2 separate regions of the Sus scrofa genome follow, and region 2 is linked to region 1. A link is a contact called in public Hi-C data. All regions are on one chromosome and are shown on one strand. The core of a region is the stretch at or near the end of the contact, and the rest is flanking DNA. Distances in the headings are between cores, read along the strand shown. Region 1 overlaps OSTN (osteocrin). Region 2 overlaps CCDC50 (coiled-coil domain-containing protein 50).

Region 1 (3,701 bases), core at 471-2,970:
AATAAAATTTTCTAACTGCTCTTGAAAACATCTGTAAAAGATGGAAAAATGAATGAACAGCTTGGGGAAAAGAAAAAACAAACAAATATTAAAAAAAACAGGGTTAAGGTCTATGGAAGATCATATTAAAATGAAGCAAAGGCCCCTCTATTATTTCCTATTTTATATCATATTTAACATTTTTCACCTGAATATGACACTAGCTTCATTTTCAATTGGATGTGCAAGTTACTTTAATTCTCAGAACAGTTACCTCAACTACACATTGAAGTTCAAAATATTTTCTTCATTCAGTTTACGTGTTTAAAACCTGAAGTTAATGAATGGTCATTCAGTTCATGAAACTAAAAGGAAGCAGCTATGACCATATCTCTGGCAAAATAGTATCTTCTATTTGAACCACTCTTTACTATTAGAAGATACAAGAATCTTTCTAAACGGTGGTTTCTCTCACTTCTTCCCACCATACTGAAAATGCCTTGTAAAATATTAATAATAATAATATGGTATATATTTTAACTACAATAAACATTCTCATAATTATTACTGTTCTAATTCAACCATTAATGTTTTGAGGTCAGAAAAGCAATTAATATCATTGTGTCAGTTGGGTTTCCTGCAGGAAACAGGCAAGCATGTTTGAAATAAGAAAATTTGTAAAGAATTTAGACATAGCACAGCTATTTACAAAAGGCTGGGTAGAGGCAAATCATACTGGATGGTGCAATCTGACCCTTGTTTGTAGAGTCAGATGCCTTGGGAGAAGCCATGACCTTTGGTTAAGAGGATGTGACCTTGCAAGGAGGGTACGAGGGGAAAATTATCCTGACCTCAATTCCTCTCTCCTTCCAATCTCTCCTGCCAAGTCTGCCCATCACCTGCCCCAAACCAAAGCCAGAGCATTGGATCTTTTCTAGCATCCAGTGGGGTTTGTTTCCTATACTGAAATTAGGGTGAGAAAAGGCAGTGTATCTGCAGAACAGACAGAAGATACCCAGCACAGTTGCACACATTCTGTAGACTCAGGTCAATAAACAATTTGCTCCATAACGTTGTATCATCACCACTTAATTGAAAGAGAAGGACTCCATAGAACATAATTACAGAAGCAACTTTATCCCCAACCACACACATTCAAATCCATTCTGTTGATGTTTCCTAGCTCTTGGATGAAAACAAAGGCAAGAATTATGACTCTACAGTCTCACTGAAATAATAAATATTCGTCTGGCTGCTTTTACTAGAAAGATAGTCACATGTCAGTAATTAAAATAACCATTGATATGCCTTAGCCCAAACTATGAATATTATTAAAAATTTCTCCTTTTTCAAGCTGGAAAGCTGCAGTGGGAAAGGGTTAGTGGTCAGTTTATCCTCACCCCTTCCCCCACTACAGTGGGCTGATTTCTATCTCCTCCAGTATTGGGGATGGAGATACAGAGAGGTAAAGAAAAGTCTTATTTGACAGATACTATCATGACCTGACTTCTGTGCTCTCTGGCCTCAGTAAATACTCCGAGTTGACTCCTCACCATGAGCTGTCTTTGTGTGGGGTCATTGCATAACCCCCACTGGGAATGTGGACATAAACATCCTTGCCTCCAGTAATGCTTCTCTTCCAGCAGGTCAGCTTTGCTCTTCATATTCATCCTACTCCCTTAGCTTCTTCTTTTGACACCACCACCAGCATCCTGCTGAGGTCACCTCACCCATAACTCCTGTCCGTAAGCCCTTCGGGGAAGTTTCTTTTTAGAATTAACCTAGGCCAACTCTACCCACATGCTCTTTCTACATCTGCTCCTCAGAAAACCCACATCCTTGATTCTGGTCACTGAAAGTACAGTTGTTCCTTATGTAACCATCTCTTCAGCCAATTCTCACAGCTTCCTGCCCTTTAAATTTCATAGTCTGTTCTATGAGGTCCACCCTGCTTCAATGAGTCTATGTCAAGCTTTTTTTGAAGGCTTTTCTCTGTATGAAAGAACAGGGAAAATGTCACTGGTCTCCAATAACCTGCTCCAGAGAAATCCTCCTTCTTTACCTATTAAATATCAATCTTTTTACTGGATTAAAGTTGAAATATCAGTTTGTAGACACCTTCTTTACAAATATTGTTTAATTCTAGCACCTTTATTTTGAATGCAAGAGGAAATACTTACCAATTTTTTTTTCTCCCCTTTACCTTTTCTGGGCCACAGTTAAAATTGAAATGGAAAGATTCCCATTTTAATATTCTGGTACACTAATTTTGAATTCCTAAACTCCAGAAGATATTATCCCCTTTTGATTTGTATATTTTCATAGATATAAAATGATTTCTCTGTTACAACCTAGCCAGAACATCAGGTTATTTAACCCCAAGTCCAATGATTTTCCACTTCAATAAGCTGATAAAGAAATTAAAGGAATGTGTGAATAAGGGACTTGTCCAAGGCCAGGAACAGTGAGATTCACTTAGAATGCTTGCGTAAAATAGGTCATTTTGGAAAAGGTATTCCAATGATGTATATGTTTTCTATCCTAAGTCAGACATAAAATTCAGGCTAAAATTGAGAATATCAATTCCAGCTTCCATTTGTCAGATGTGATTGCCCTTCTTGATGACAGTGCCAAAGATTAAAGATAAAAATCCTTTCATTTCACCTTTTCTAATTCACTGTAAAGTAATTCCACAGACCAAGGCCAAACTAGATATCTCATAATTTTTGCTATTTTTTTTTAGTTCTTAATTCTTAAAGCCCAAAAGAGGTAGTTCAAAATGGGCTCCATTCCATAATGAAGAACAGAGAAAAAGGATTCAGAGTGTGATGCCCTATATGTTTCCTTCCTCATATTTGAAAAGACTGGCTGTACTATAAGAATTGCCCTTAAACCCTGATCTCGGGCCATTTTCCCCAAACTGTTCTTTATCACTTGGCTCATACCACCCCTGCTCAACTCCAACAGAAAGAGACAGTCCCTTTGCCTTTTATCCTTACCCTGATTCACATGTGAGGTTTAAAACTTTCTCCCCAAATGGCTAATACTTGATTCCATATATGGGCTTTAAAGTGTATATTACCCCAAAAAAGAAAATTCTAGAAAACATTTTGTGTAAATTTCCATTTACTGGATAGACTTTTCAAGTGTCATTAGACCCTCAGAGAGGTTCATGAGCCAAGCAGATGAAAATCCTTTCTGCCTAATCCTACAGCCCTGCAGTGATTTTTCAAATCAAGAATACCTGGGTTACTTTACAGTATACCCTTGATTTTTTTTTAATTTTATTGAAGTACATTTGACTTATAATGTTGTATTAGTTTCAAGTGTACAGCTGAGTCACATATATATATATGTATATATGTATATATATATGTATATATATATATATATATATATATATATATATATATATATATATTCTTTTTTCCCAAATAGATTATTACAAACTATTGAATAGATTTCCCTGAGCAATACAGGAGGTTCCTGTTAATCATCTGTTCTATACAGTAGTGTGTATGTATTACTCCCATCCTCCCAGTTCCTCCCTTCCCTCCACAGGTTCCCCTATGGTAACCTTAAGATTGCATTTGAAATCTGTGAGTTGACAATAAACCCTTTAAACCTCATTATTCGATTCCAGTTCTCCTAGCTTGTTTCTGAATGCCTGTTCATATGACCCATTTCTTAGGATAATATTTCAGAAGCTGACATTATGCCTA
Region 2 (3,962 bases), core at 1,446-3,945, 120 kb after region 1:
TTCAGGAAAGCATTTTTAAAGGCCAGGTGACAGAGGTACGTCTTAGGGTATGTGATCAGCTTATGCACAGTTCTTTGATTGGATGATTGTGAGATAACAGGGTGGTGTCAAAAGGTTAACAGTTATCAGTCCTTAGACTCCAGTCTGCCTGGGGGCCGTGTGCTCATGATCTTGAAGTAGTTAGGGTCTTCCATTTGGTGGGGGTTTTCCCTCGCCTGTGAAACCACTCAGGAAATGTACTCCTCAGATATGATTATCTGGCTACTTTAGAGAGGAGCCGAACAGAGGATTTGGGGGAGGGGTCTGTCCCTCCAAGGCCGGATGGGGTTCCGCTCTTCTCAGTTGTCAGCTGCCTTGTAGTGTGTGGGTTAATAATGGGAGGCCAAGCACACCTCTGGCGGGGAGCATGTTTTTTGTGTGTTTAGCCCACTCCTCTGGCTGCACTGACAGCCTGCAACATACCTTCCTGACTCTGAATTTCTTTGTGTCTGAGGGGCTGTATTTAAAAATAGTGTATGTTGCTCAGTTGGATGTAAGCAACCTGAAATTACTAAAGGAAAGTTTGGCATCATTTAGATAATTTATAAATCTAATCTTTCTCTGTTTGTTGTTTTCTGTATGTGTGTGTTTTTCTTTCCTTTTTCCTTTTTTTTTTTTCCTCTGTAGCCCAAAACCGCTAAATCAGCACACTCAAAGTCAAAAGAAAGTGATGAACCTCACCGTTCTAAGAATGACAGGCCAGCACGGTAAGATGACAACTGAAAAGGAGAGTGAGGAACTTGATTTGGGGGCAAGTAAGGGCATGTTAGCTGCCTGAGTAGAGTGTTTGTTCCTTGGAGAGGAGATCCAAAAATCTGCAAGACTGTTATTTACCGAAGATAGTCTTGAAGGGCTATTTTCAAGCTTTGTTTCCAGTTTTAAATTGGATTGAACAAGTCAGATCAGGAAGATGGGGAATTTTACAGAAGCTGGGATATTGGACAAAAGATGTGCTTTATATTAGGACCAGTTCTTGTCTCTGGATTCACCGAATTGACTGCCATAAGCTAAGAAGGAATGAGAGTAACCATTTTCCTAAGTAAAATCCCAGGTTTTAAATTTTTACTGAGTTTCATGGTCACATTGGTGCGTGCCTGACATTTACACATGCCTAAATTCATTTCTGTGTGAGTCTCCAAGTCGTAGGCAAATACCCATTTGAGTCATTGCAGACTATTCTAAATCCCACTAGATCAAATAGCTGTGTCTGTGGTATGTATACTTTCTAACTTCTCTCAAGCAGTATGGGTCATGGTTATGGAGCAACTACTGTTTTTCTACCTCGAATTGTCAACATATAAGTCTCAGGGGAAGGAACCTTTATTTTTTTCTTTATTGCTTTCTGTTGCTTTTCAAAGGAAAATGTGATTGGAATAGGAAGAGAGAACATTAAATAGAAAAGACAAAAGTAACACTAAATCTGGCATTTTGAAAACTCTAAGTAGTTGAAACCTTGTATTTTGATCCTGATTGTTAATAATGTATTTATTAATTATTAAAACATAAACTTTATCACACTGAAAAATATACATGATTATTGCCACTAACTACTCACACTTAAAGTGCTAGACTTGTTTCCTTAAAGAGAATATATTTAGTGTCCTTAAAAAGCCATAGTCTATTTTTAAACCCAGGGGTTTTAAGAAGATAAATACCTTTCAGAAAATTATATCAGGTTGTAAAGCTTTTAGGGCAACAGTAGTGTAGGTTAGTCTTTCTAATTGTATAAAATTGGTTCTTCTTAAAGCTTTTAGTTAAGTACCTGCCAGATGTCTTTAAAAGCAAATTTTAGACCTACATAAAATTTAGCTTTATTCATCTCCCTGCAACATCCAAGTAAAATCAAAGTAACTGATCTGTTCTCAGTAGGTAAATAGGTGTGACTTATTATGCTTTTTTTAATCAAGGGAGTTAAAATCATCTTTAAAGTTATTATGTAGTCTTCAAAGTCCTTGGGCTTTTTAGAACACTAAAACTTCAGCAAATGTGATAGAACAGTCTGGAATGGCTACTTAAAGGATTTATTAAAGTTGAAAACAAGTTTCTGGAATGTAATACATGCTCTTAAAAACATTTGATAGAATGAAAGAATGAATAACCAGATGATCCTATGTTAAAAATCACTATGGCAAACGAGTGAAAAGTGGCCTCTGCGTAGTAGAACTGAAGTCTTTGACTCGAGAGGAATATTTGTCTTTAAAAGTCATTTACAGAAAGATGATATGATATGTGACAAAACAAAAATGAATTCGAATTTGGAGTTCTTATTGTGGCTCAGTGGGTTCCGAACCAACTAGTATTCATGAGGATGGGAGTTCAATCCCTGGCCTCATTCAATGAGTTAAGGATTCCACATTGCCATGAGCTGTGCTGTAGGGTGCAGATGCGGCTGGGATCCTGCCCTGCTGTGGCTGTGGCCAGCAGCTGCAGCTCCAGTTCAGCCCCTAGCCTGGGAACTTCCATGTGCCACAAGTGCGGCCCAAAAAGCAAAAATTAAATTTAAAAAAACTACTATTTTATAAAACCTATATTTTCATAATTAAAACATAAAGCCTGTTATTGTGTCATAGATATCTTATTCAACTGATATCACAGTGTGTGCTTTCTGGTTAGCATCCGTGTTTCCTCTTTCACATTTAATCCTGGTGGAACTGGAGTTAGCTATTTGTACAGAAAGAGATGGTTTCAAGGATTGAGAAACACGGCACTTCCTAGATCAAGATGTTTATTGCTTCAGTGCAGTAATAATAGTGGCAGATAGGGAACAAATTGTCATTTAAAGCTTGTAATAGAGGTAGTCAGAAGTCATTTTCTTTGCTCATTATAATTTTTATGCTCTCTCTGAGGAGATGGAGAACCAGTTGGCAATCTGAATTAATTCCAGTTCTTTGTAATTGGAAAATTTTTCAACTCAAGTTCCAAATTGTGTTAACTATAGTATTTTGTATTAATAGTATTAATTGGTATTTTATTTGGATTTATCACTTAGAAAATGTAGGGATTTTGTAAATCTTACTTAGTTCCTACATTATTCTTCTGAATGTGAAATATATTTGTCTCCACCTATTCATTTATCAAATATTTATTGAACACTCTTATAACTGCTCAGAACTCAAGTGAGCATCAGTCAACAAAAACTGTTTTCTATTCTTATGAAATTTACAATCTAAACAGACAATTGCAGAAATAATTATTTTGATTGTGTTGAATGTTATAGATGAAAAGTACAGGTTGTTAGAAGAGTAGAAGGAGACACCTAACCTAGTCTCTGTGTCTAGGAGGGCAGCTTTTATTTATTTTTTGCTTTCGTAAGGCCACGCCTAAGTCATATGGAAGTTCCCAGGCTAGGGGTCGAATCAGAGCTACAGCTGCAGGCCTACACCACAGCCACAGCAACACCCGATACTTAACCCACTGAGTGAGGCCAGAGATTGAACCCACATCCTCATGGACGCTAGTCTGGTTCATAACCCCCTGAGGCATGACACGCACTCCCTAGGAGGGATTTTTGAAGCAATGACTTCCGGTTGAATTCTGAAGCATATTTGGCTTTATTACAAGCTTAAAGATGTAAATCATTTCATAGGAACAATTGAAAACAGATACCCTAATATATCAAAAACTACAAAACAAACTAGTAGCTAACAAGATTTTTCCAGCTGTGGATATGAACACCCTTAACTTTGAAACAGCTATATCCAGTGCAACAGAAAATTTGGTGGGACCGCTGGAAGCAGTAAGCCAAGCTTTGTTTTCCATGTACCCCAAAATTGAACACAGCAGCAAAAGAACTGAGGGCATTCTAGATTGATTTGCTTATCCTTATTGGGGAAACATAGAGGATTTGTGGGCACCCTGTGCTTCAGTTCATACTTTAGTACCACTTTCCTTGGTGGTGAGTTGATAATGAGGCAGTAAACAGG

The links. A called contact is a pair of places that touch in the nucleus more often than the background predicts.
Region 2: a Hi-C map of alveolar macrophages shows a contact between it and region 1, with 2.4 times the contacts expected there. The contact joins two enhancer-like sites. A contact is called at or near these places in 1 of 5 promoter capture datasets (liver), 14 of 47 Hi-C or Micro-C datasets (adipocytes, alveolar macrophages, embryonic fibroblasts and 10 more) and 1 of 2 datasets of contacts at active chromatin or transcription factors (alveolar macrophages).

Annotation. Positions count from the first base shown.
Region 1 is chr13:128,554,596-128,558,296 of Sscrofa11.1, forward strand. The region is part of intron 3 of OSTN (osteocrin); the gene reads left to right. Among named protein-coding and RNA genes, the nearest start is that of OSTN, 26 kb to the left of the region's middle. Within about 2 kb of position 1,721, at least 7 of the 83 cell types and tissues checked have an H3K27ac peak or open chromatin away from gene starts, as enhancers often do. A contact at or near this core is called in alveolar macrophages, where this site is marked.
Region 2 is chr13:128,676,161-128,680,122 of Sscrofa11.1, forward strand. It overlaps CCDC50 (coiled-coil domain-containing protein 50), which reads left to right. Exons shown (of 12, transcript XM_013982294.2): 10 at 667-746. Among named protein-coding and RNA genes, the nearest start is that of CCDC50, 59 kb to the left of the region's middle. Within about 2 kb of position 2,696, at least 2 of the 83 cell types and tissues checked have an H3K27ac peak or open chromatin away from gene starts, as enhancers often do. A contact at or near this core is called in alveolar macrophages, where this site is marked.